Regions from separate parts of the Mus musculus genome. Here region 2 is linked to region 1. Evidence: chromatin contacts called from public HiCAR-type data. All regions are on one chromosome and are shown on one strand. Each heading gives the region's core, a stretch centred on a gene start, on an enhancer-like site or on the middle of the called end of the contact. The rest is flanking DNA. Distances are from core to core; before and after follow the strand shown.

Region 1 (5,198 bases), core at 1,811-4,310:
AGGCGTGGTGGCACACGCCTTTAATCCCAGCACTTAGGAGGCAGAGGCAGGCGGATTTCTGAGTTCGAGGCCAGCCTGGTCTACAAAGTGAGTTCCAGGACAGCCAGGGCTACACAGAGAAACCCTGTCTTGAAAAAATCCACCCTTGTATCAACCCAACATTTGGTCATAGCTGCCAGTGTTAAAGATGACTCAGAGCCAGATCCAGGCTCAGTGGAAAGTGCCAACATCGCTGAGGGAAGTGGGCTCAGTAACTTCCATCTTTGCCAAGTTACTAGACTTTCCTGTGTGGCTCAAGGCGTTATGTGAACGGGAAACAGGGCAGAATTCACCTGTCAGATACAGGTTGGCTTTGGTGTCTGTGGTGCTGTGCCCTTGGGAGGAAATCAGATGCAGTAGGGATTCTGAGTGCCAAGGACAGAGGATTGTCCATGACTCCTGGAGGCTCAGTGTAGAGGCCTGTAAGCAGAGCTCTTCCCCAGCTCATAGCTTTCAGCACAGCTCAGGGTTCCCTTTGGGAACATGCTTAGAAACTCTTGGTTTTGTTTGTTTCAAGACAAGGTCTCATTATGTATTTCTGGTTGTTTTCAAACTCACTGTGTACACCGAGCTGGCCTTGAACTCAGAGCAGGAATATGCTAGCATGCCCAGTTCACATCTTCTGATTTGTAATGTCTTCTTGCTTCTCTTCCTCCATACCAATTCTTACAAAAGGACACATGGCTTGGTCAGAAGGAAAGCCTGCCTCCTTGCTGGACTTGGCTGGATTTCACAGGCCACTCTAATAGCCTGAAGTCAGCAGTCAGTTCTGTTATATAAGTAGCCTGGATTCTACCAAATGGTAACATGCCCGAGTGTGGGGAGGACAAAAAAACCCTCTCAATTTAGCGTGTAATTGGCAGCCATGAGGCACAAGCAAGGCCTTGAAGTGAGCCCTTGGAGATCTAGGCTTATGCTGGTTTCTGCGAACTTGAGAGATAGTATCCAAATCAGAGAACCACTTTCCAGCTGTGCCTGGGTCTGGTGGGTTTCCCCTTCTGTTTACAGATCACTTCCTTTTGTGCACTCTAACTTCTGCCGCCCTGTTAACAGGCACCGGCCAGGCAGGCCAAGAGAATTTAGGTCAACCACGTGACTTCATGTGGTTCTAGCTGTATAGCACATATACTCATAATATCAATCATTAATTCTATGTGCCAGACACTTTGCATATATTCTCATTTTTCTCATAAAGCTATAATCTTTTTTGGTTTTTTGAGACAGGCTCGACCAATTAGGTCTTATGTAGCCCAGGGTGGCCTCATATTCACTATGTAGCCCAGGGTGCCTTTTAAATTCCCTGTCCTGCAGCTGTTCCTACCAAGTGCTGGGTTTATAGGCATGTGCCAATATGCCCAACTATCCAAATCTACTACCCAGTTACTCTGGAGCCTACCTTGTGAGAGCATAGGATGTAATTAATAAACCCCTCTTTATTTACTGAGTATAGAGGGGTTTAGAACATCTTACAGTATGTCGTAGGCTGGCCTCTAACCCATAGTCCTCCTGGCTTCCCTCTTCCCAGTGTTGGGATTGCAGGTATGATCTTTCTGTAATTTCAGAATTCTGTAAATAGCATAATCAGTCATGGGCTGTATTAGTTTTGTTGGGGTTTGGTTGGTTGGTTGGTTGGTTGGTTTTTTGAGACAGGGTTTCTCTGTGTACCCCGGCTGTCCTGGAACAAACTCTGTAGACCAGGCTGGCCTCAGACTCACAGAGATCCTAATCCTGGGATTAAAGGAGTGCATCACTGCTGCCCAGCCTCAGGTTTCTTGGTTTGAAGTTGGTGTGGTCCTAGTTTCTAAAGCTCAGAGCATCCTGGTTCAGTAACCAAGCATTTCCATTTTGCTTCCAGCCCACGTGCTCTGACCCTCTTTGTGTTTGTTGTGGCATCTTGCAGGTTTGTGTACGTGTGGGACACCACAAGCCGAAGGGTCCTGTACAAGCTGCCTGGTCACGCTGGCTCCATCAATGAAGTGGCTTTCCACCCCGACGAGCCCATCAGTAAGTCTGCGTCTGCCCTAACTGCTCCAGATGGGAAGTGACCTCTCTCCAAGACCTTAGGGGTACAGAGGCAGGCCGGAGTCAGTTATGTAGATCCAGTGTTAACACTTGGGTTTTGACGGCTTATGGGGTGGGGGTGGGGCTGGGACAGGTGACCAAAAAGAAGGCAATTGTCAGCATAAAGGAGACACCAGTACTACAATAACTTAACAGTTGCTTTTTACATGAGTACTCAGATAGAACTAGAAGTCTTTTTAATTTTTCCAGACACAGTTTCCAGGGTGTAGCCCTGGCTTTCTTCCTGCCTCTGCTTCCCAAGTGCTGAGATTAAAGATGTGCACCACCATTGCTAAGCCAAACTGAAAGTCTTTTTCTGCAGCTGGGGTCTCACTATGTAGTCTTAGCTGATGCTCACTATCTGTCCATGCTGGCCTCACTTGAGTAATCCTCCTACCTCAGCCTCCCAAATCCTAGGCTCTTCAGATGTGAACCCAACACTTAAACCACAGGAGGGGACCTCAGGGAGAGTCAGTTTATTAAGAATGAGCCTGGGGGCTGGAGAGATGGCTCAGCGGTTAAGAGCACTGACTGCTCTCCCAGGGGTCTTAAGTTCAATTCCCAGCAACCACATGGTGGCACAACCATCTGTAATGAGATCTTTTCTGGTGCGTCTGAAGAAAAAAAAAAAAAAAAGAATGAGCCTGGAGGTTGGAGATACGGTTCAGTGATTAAAAGCCCTGGCAGCTCTTCCAGAGGTCTTCCAAAGGCCATCTCGCCAGCCCCACCATAGTCTCTTGACACAGGGCCCTAGAGCCCCGAGGATTCCCCCAGCCTTCATTGTCTCCTCTCGATCTTTCTCTCTCAGTCCTCTCAGCATCCAGTGACAAGAGGCTGTACATGGGTGAGATCCAGTGAAGATGGGGAATGGAAGGCTCCCGGCTCCCAGCCCTGAGGCTCAGACTGCGGAATTGGCCAGAGTCCGATGGTGTCTGGGCTGACCTGCCTCAGATGACCATCATTAGCAAGCAGCTGGAGGTGATGGCCGTATTCCAGCAACCACTTGTACCACACTCACCAGAACAACTGTGGCCTCTGGTACCGCCTGCCAGATTTCAGGGATTGCTTTCTTCTCTTTGAAAAATAAGATTCCTTCAGAAGGACAAACATTGGATTGATATTTCCTGTTTTTTTTTAATCTAGGCTGGAGACAGGGAATGTCAATTAAAATTTGTTAGTTGGATTTGTTTTCTGTTTTATTTTTAAATTGAATAACTGGCTTGTATGATATTTCTTTCGGTGTTTGAGTCATTTTGTATTTGTATTAAAAATCCAAACAGATAACCTTTTTACAAAAACCTTGTGACTTGGATTTATTGCTGTCTTATCTCTGAGGCGTGACTGCTGTAAGTCAGCAAGCACACATCCGGGAGATACAGTCCATTTGCACGGCAGTGGTGCGCCTTTTCGTGGAGCTCTGTTGGTAGGTTTCTTCACTCCTGTGAAAATGGTGTTCTGTAGCTGAGCAGTGGTGGAGCACACCTTTAATCCCAGCACTTGGGAGGCAGAGGCAGGCGGATTTCTGAGTTGAGGCCAGACTGGTCTACAGAGTGAGTTCCAGGACAGCCAGGACTACACAGAGAAACCCTGTCTCAAAAAACCCAAATAAAAGAAAAAAATAAAATGGCGTTTTATAATTGTCAGGAGCAAATACTTCTCTGTAACTGGAAGCAGAGCATCCCAAAGGTCCACAAGAACCTGCTGCTCGTGTGTCTGGACACATCTCTAACAAACCGGTCCTGGAGTAGACAGGAGTGTGGCAGCCCCAGTCAGTGCCCTTGGCCAGGACGCTGCTTCCTGAGCAGTGCACGGGGACGGTGTCCGATGGGCTCTAGCCGTGGCATTTTCCAGGGCTTTTTATGATCCTGCTTTCTTGTCTAACTTTCCTGCTCTAACAGATGTTGAGAAAGCTCTCATGGGTCTGCTACTAGAAACTTCTGTCTCAAAGCAGAAGTCTTCCTATCTGAGCATATTTGGCTTTAGACTTTGAGCTTATGATCTTAAATCATATTTATCCTAAGTTACAGAGAAGGTGCTACCCGGGGTTAAGAGCATAGTCAATCAACAAACACCTGTTATGTGACAGGCAAAGTCGTCACTGCTGAGGACAGAGAAAGAAAGCATCCTGTCCTTGCCACCATGAGAAGTGCACAGACCAGTAGAGAACATTGTCGGAAATAAACTGCTTTTTTTTTTTTTAAAGTGAGCACATGCCAGAGATTTATTTAACTTATTAATGAGGAAGCCAGCGGTATGGGAAGGCTCTCAGAGCAATTACGTGTAATACAGTGAATGAAGTTTGACTAAAGCACACTGGAAACACAGGAGGAAGCGATTTATTGTGCCTGCGAGAGAACGGGGAGCATCAGAGATGCTGTGGTTATGCTTGGATGGGGCAGAGGATGCAAGGAAGACTGTCTAAAAACAGACGCGATCCTGAGGGCGTGGCCGTGTAGCTCAGTGTGACTGAGACGGGGGGGGGACACAGCAAATGGAAGAAGCCACATCCCAGAGAGCATAAACGAATTTGCCTTCTGGTACTTGCTTGCTCCTGTAGATTGAGGTGTGTTCCGCATATGCAGAGTTTAAAGATCCCATTGTCAAATACATCTGGGAAAGATGGGGTTAAACAGCGTGGAACTCATCACTTTGAGCCTTTACCATACAAAGGATTGTGTGCTGGTAGATCAGGTCAGCCATGGCACATGCCTGTAATCCCAACACTTGGAGCCAGGGGTCAGGAGAGTCAAGTTCAAGGTCATGCTCTGCTACATAGTTAGTTGGAGGCCAGCCTGAGTTTGGTCCCTAGAAACTGAAGAAAAATCCAGATGTAGAGGTGCAAGATGAGAACTGGAGACAAAAAGGGGATTGTCCAAAACGCTCTTAGGCCAGCTATCCTGAAGCACCCACACAGCATGACAAGAAATCCTGCCTCAGAACTAACACCGAGGAAGAAAAGAACCATCAAGCAGAAACATAACTCAGACGTCATATTGGTGCCCCGAGCACTAATTGTGTATATGGCTATGGTGACCTCCAGGAGAAATGTGTCCCCAAAAGGCATTCAGCCTTGTCTTCATAAATCACAAGTAGCTTAA
Region 2 (5,198 bases), core at 1,367-3,866, 180 kb after region 1:
CCCTATGGGCCCCAGTGTACCAAGGCCAGAGCTACTTAGGCTGTAGCTAAGGCAACAGAGGAGGCTGGTCCCATGCCTGAATGGTCGTCCCATGCCTGTCTCAGTTCCTGGATCCCTTTGAGCAAGTTACATCACTGGGTCACAATGAAGGTTAAACGAGTTAACTGGGGGGGGGGGGGGCAGGGGAAGCATTCCCAAGAGTAGCTGACACCCAGTGAATTAGTAACAGCACTCAGGAGTGAGCAAGGGACAAACTGCTCACAGGCACAGAGAGAAGGAAACTCAATACTCTCCACTCTCTGAGGGCTTATTCATTCACTTCATAACATACATCCCTCATCTCTTAAGTTAAAAAAAGAAAAGGAGTTTGAGCTGGGTGTAGAGGCGCACACCTTTAATCCCAGCACTCAGGAGGCAGAGGTACATGGAGCTCTGTGAGTTCGAAGCCCGCCTGGTCGATAGAGTGAATTTCAGGATAGCCAGGGCTACATAGTGAGACCCTGTCTTGAAACAAAATAAAACAAACAAACAAAAATATATAGTTTAAAACTTAAGCTAGACATCTTGAAACTCCAGCCTCACTCAGGGTACTGAGGCAGGGGGATGGCTCAAAGTTCAAGACCAGCCTGGACGGAAGAGTTAGAACATTTCTCAAACATACAAGAACAATAAACACAACAAGCCAACAAAACCAGGAAGACATCCTTGAGGCTGGAGATGGCTCAGCCGTTAGGAACGCTCTGCTCTTACAGAGGGCCCGAGTTAGAGTCTAAGCACACGCCACCTGTAACCCCAGCTCCAGTGGGCCTGATGGCTTCTTCAGGATGCCGTGGGCACCTGCACTCACACACACAGACACGGATGTACAAAATTTTTAAAAATAAACCTTTTTTTTTTTTAATTAAAGAAAAGGAATTCTCTAAAAAAAAAAAAGTTTGAAGATTTCTTGGCATTTTTATGGTCCTAAAAATAGAAAACGGAGAATATTTCTACTGTGAGCCCAGATCTGCCAAATAACCAGTTCTTCGTTTAGTTTACAAATATTAATGAGGTGTCAAGGGCTGCCCAGCTGCTGGGGTTTTAGCAGGAACAAAATGAGCTGTCTCTGCCCTTTTGGAGTTTCCATCCTACCTGGTGGTGATTAAGCCCCTCTGCCGTCCTTGAGAATGACGCCTGACAGACCAGGTGGCCTTCTGAGGGGCAAAACACCAACACACCAATGTGGGAGGAGAGGAGGTTCTAGCATGGCCCAAGAGGACGATGCTGTGAACAGCAGGCGCCGCAGGGCCGGTGACTCAAGGAAAGGTGAGAGGACAGAGGCCACCAGCACATCTCACTCAAAGCTTCCCACCACCCTGCGCACCTGTGGGGAGGAGCAGGTGCTGGCCGGAAGGCAGATCCAGACCACGGGACCCATAGGAATGAGGCCCCAGGCTCCTCCACAGACCCGATGCTATCAGCAGTTCCTACACAACAGTGTCTTGAGTAGAAGCATAACACAGTTCCAAGGGAGGCAGGAGACCCCCGTCTCTTCTCTATCACCCTCCCAATACATAGGCAAGGACCTCAGCTACTCTTAGCCTCCGGATTCACTCTGTTGCCCTCCAGTTAAAGACCTCATTTTCCCCCAAACTGGGGCCAGCACAGAGCCCCGAGATGCTCTGATTCTTCCCAAGACACTCAAGTGTCCTCATCCAATGGGACCAGGGAACTCTTTACCTGACCCCACCTCACCCGCTGCTGATAGAACAGATGGCTCATGGGACGCTGGAGGACTCGGTGGTCAGACTAAAGAGAACCACAGAGTGAGTCCGGTGCCTGCCAGGTTAGGCTGGCCCGTGATACATCAATTCCTGATCACCCCCCTCAAGGAGGTAGTTCTCCATCCCTGGCCACCCAGTCAGGAGGGTGCTGGGAGGCAGGAAAGCAGCACAAAGGACGGCCGAGGGTTCTCAAAGAGTCTCAGGTCCCACCACCCAAACAAGAAGCAGAAATGGCCAGAGATCTAAAAACATTCCAGAGACATAATACAGGAGCAGAAAGAGACTTTGTGAGAAACGCTCACAGGGGCGGAGCCCAGAGGGATGAGGTACCCACGGAATCAGCGATCTGGAGGGGAACATTCGGGCAGGGACCTCTCCGAGTACACAGACCAGCCTCGGACACACCCCCAGCCCCAAGGGAGCCACAGTCCTGGGGCGCAGCCCCCCAGCGGGAGCCCACGCACCCATTGCGAACCGACGCGTGCAACCCGGGAGCGTTGGACCGTGCGCGCGAGCGCGGGGCTGAGGCGAGGAGCGCACACAAAGGGACAAGCCGGCCCGCGCGGGGCAGACTCCGCCCGGCCACCCCGCACCCCGGGTGGCGCCCACGCACCGCCGCCGCCCCACCCCGCTCCGCGCGGCTCACCAGCTGCAGGCAGCAGAAGGCGACCAGCGTGCAGCGGCCGCTGCACTTGCCCATGGCTCCTCCTCGCGCCGCGCGGGGCCGCGTCGTCTCGATGGCGCCCCGGGGCGGTGGGGCCGGCGACTAGGGCCGGGTCTCCAGAGCCGCGGCCGGCCGGCCGCACCCCAAGTGCATGGTGCGCCCGGTCCGCGCGGGCTCCGCCGCGCCTCCTTTGTCTGCGGCCGGCCGTCGGCACACCTCCCGCCCGCGGCGCCGGCCAGCGCGCAGCGGCCCCCGCAGGCACCGAGCGCGGCGCGGTGCAGCACTGCCCAGCTGGGGCAGCCGCCCGGGCGCTCGGCAGCCGCCGCTTCCCGGCCCACCACGTGGCTCGGCCGCCACCCCGGAGGGAGGCGAGGGAGGGGCGGAAGAGCGAGGGGGCGGGGGAGGGGAGGGGCGTGGAGCGAAGTGGAAGAGTGCGGGTCCTGCGCGCTGGCAGCTCTGGGTCGCGTCCAGACTGCTGTTCCTTAGCCGTGTCACCTTGGGCAGATCACATTACCTCTCTGGACCACCCCCGCCCAGGGGCCTCAGGGGCAAAGTAGGAAAAAAGTCTCTTGGATGCAGTCCTGTAAACCCAACAGTAGCCCTTAGCTTGGCCAGCTGAGGGAGTTGGAGCCACCCTACCCTGGAGTTCCAACTTTGCCCTTTATTTTCATTTGAGTTTTCAGCCCAGCTCGCCAGCCCTCCTGGTTTCCCGGCCACATTTTCTTCTTTCTGTCTTTCCTTCAGAACCTGGTATATCTTGGGTTTATGAAAGCCAGAGTGCGCTTGAAGCGGTCTTCCGTTCTCTTGACTCTTCATAGCTCAGGGACCGGAATAGTCCGGTCCCCAGTTTGGCTTCTCAGAGATCCTCCTGCTTCAGCCTCCCAAATTCCAGATAAACGCGTTTTAAAACACGCAAGACAAGTGGATAGAAAAGCCCTGGATTTGATCCTAGTACTCTCAACAGTGACAAAACAAAAGGCCCCCCAGGTATTCCCAGAATCAACCATCGCACACTAAACACACACACAAGCACATGCACACACGCACACACCACCAAAAAGCAACTGGGATAACAGTGGGGACTCTTCTCAGCCACTGTTAGGGAATGGCAGCTGTGTCCAGCCAGTTTCCATGATTAGCTAGGCTTCCTGGAGTCTGTCCCAGACTCTATACCCAGAGCATAACTTTACGTGGGGACTGGGACCCAGCTTTTATCAAAGTCTCCAAAGAGTCCTGTTTCCCACAAAGGAAGCGCCAGCCCGGTCCCCACTGGATCCCCTGGAGGCTTCGGGTGAGCCCATGTCAGTTCTCTCTTCCATGCTGACAGTGTGCTCAGAAGCCCTCACCGACCCAAGCACTGGACACATGATGCCTCTCTCCTTACAGTGACTGGGTTCTGCTAGGCTCTGACCAGCTCTGCCAGGCTCTTGAATGTCCCAAATGCCACAGACCCAAGGCCTGGCCACCTCACTCCAAGTCTGAGCTACCCTCTGTCCAAGGTCATTTATTTCAATCCTGCCCTACTAAATCCCAGGCTTCCACGCCCTCTGGCCCCTCTCTGCTTTTAGGTTTGTTCTTTATTTATTTATGTTGTATGTCTGTGTTTAGGTTGACACATGCTAGAGCACCCTGTGGCTCTCAGAGGACCATGAGTAGGAGTTAGCTTCCTCTATGTGGGTCCCAGTGATCAAACTCAGGTCTTCAAACTCAGTAGCAAGTGTCTTCACAAAAAGCCATCTCTGAGTCCCAAGGTTGTTCTGCTCTGAGATCCTTATGTGCAGTGCAGTGGACGCTGTTTCATCTTTAGTGTTTTAGTTGAGGCCTCACTCCTTGACCCTTGGTCACCCAGGGAAATCCCCTCTCTGGCTCATTCCAGCCTTCGATACCTCCATGATAGCTCATTCTAGAACCTTCTTAGCTTCCTGTGAGCAGTATGAGGACTCGGTTTGGTGATTTACCTTGGCTTCCCCAGGCCTTGGATCACAGCAGGACTCTTTGGCTGTGAGCAGACTGGGGTAGCATGCATGTTATACACCCTGTGTCTTAATTTGGGTTACTATTTCTAGAATAAAACACAATGACCAAAAGCAAGTTGAGGAAGAAAATGTTTATTAGTTTATGGTTCTGATCCATAATCCATCACTGAAGGAAGTCAGGACAGGAACTCAAACAGGATGATGCAGAGGCCATGGAGGAGTCTGCTCACTGGCTTGCTCCCCATGGCTTGCTCAGCCTGCTTTCTTACAGAACCCAGGACTATCAGCCCAGGGATGGTCTCACTTGGAATGGACTGGACCTTCCCATATCAATCACTAATTAAGAAAGTATTCAGCAGGCTGCCTACAGCCCAGTCTTATGGAGGCATTTTCTCATTTGTGGTTCCCTCCTCTCAAATGGCTCTAGCCTGGGTCAAGTTGACATAAAAGTAGCCAGCCACATGCTGCTTCCCAGCACTGGGTCGGTCCCCGTGGGCACCTTTCTGTTCTGAAGCTTGAAGTTCTTGGAAGGAGCCAACACAACTGGACAAGCAGAGGCCGTCATTTCTGGCAAGGGGTTCAGAACTGGGGATGACACGCGTGGGGGTGGGGCTTGCAATCCTTATCACGAGGAATGACTAACAGAGGACTAGGAAAGGCTGAAGCAGGACTCACAAAGGAAAGACAGCCATGACTCAGAGCACAGCCACATTTCCTGAGTGGGAAGGCGGGGTCGTGGTCAGGTTTCAGGGAGGTCGAGCAGACAGGGATGGGAAGAGGGTCCTGGGAAGTCCC

What was found. HiCAR-type assays count read pairs that join an accessible place to other places.
Region 2: a contact with region 1 is called in a HiCAR-type map of kidney, with 8 times the contacts expected there. The contact joins the promoter of Nkain1 here to the enhancer-like site in region 1. A contact is called at or near these places in 23 of 39 promoter capture datasets (the 3T3-L1 cell line, 3T3-L1-derived adipocytes, the C10 cell line and 15 more), 2 of 15 datasets of contacts at CTCF or cohesin (the NIH/3T3 cell line and embryonic stem cells), 16 of 484 Hi-C or Micro-C datasets (bone marrow-derived macrophages, cardiomyocytes, cerebellum and 11 more), 36 of 115 datasets of contacts at active chromatin or transcription factors (the 230-238 cell line, CD8 T cells, T-cell acute lymphoblastic leukemia and 24 more) and 3 of 9 other capture datasets (adipose tissue, liver and pancreatic islet).

The regions. Positions count from the first base shown.
Region 1 is chr4:130,386,636-130,391,833 of GRCm38.p6, forward strand. It overlaps Snrnp40 (small nuclear ribonucleoprotein 40 (U5)), which reads left to right. Exons shown (of 10, transcript NM_025645.2): 9 at 1,940-2,043; 10 at 2,909-3,398. The coding sequence ends at 2,958. Among named protein-coding and RNA genes, the nearest start is that of Snrnp40, 29 kb to the left of the region's middle. Within about 2 kb of position 3,061, at least 25 of the 459 cell types and tissues checked have an H3K27ac peak or open chromatin away from gene starts, as enhancers often do. A contact at or near this core is called in cerebral cortex, kidney and myocytes, where this site is marked.
Region 2 is chr4:130,571,420-130,576,617 of GRCm38.p6, forward strand. It overlaps Nkain1 (Na+/K+ transporting ATPase interacting 1), which reads right to left and starts at 2,617. Exons shown (of 7, transcript NM_025998.4): 1 at 2,410-2,617. The coding sequence starts at 2,463.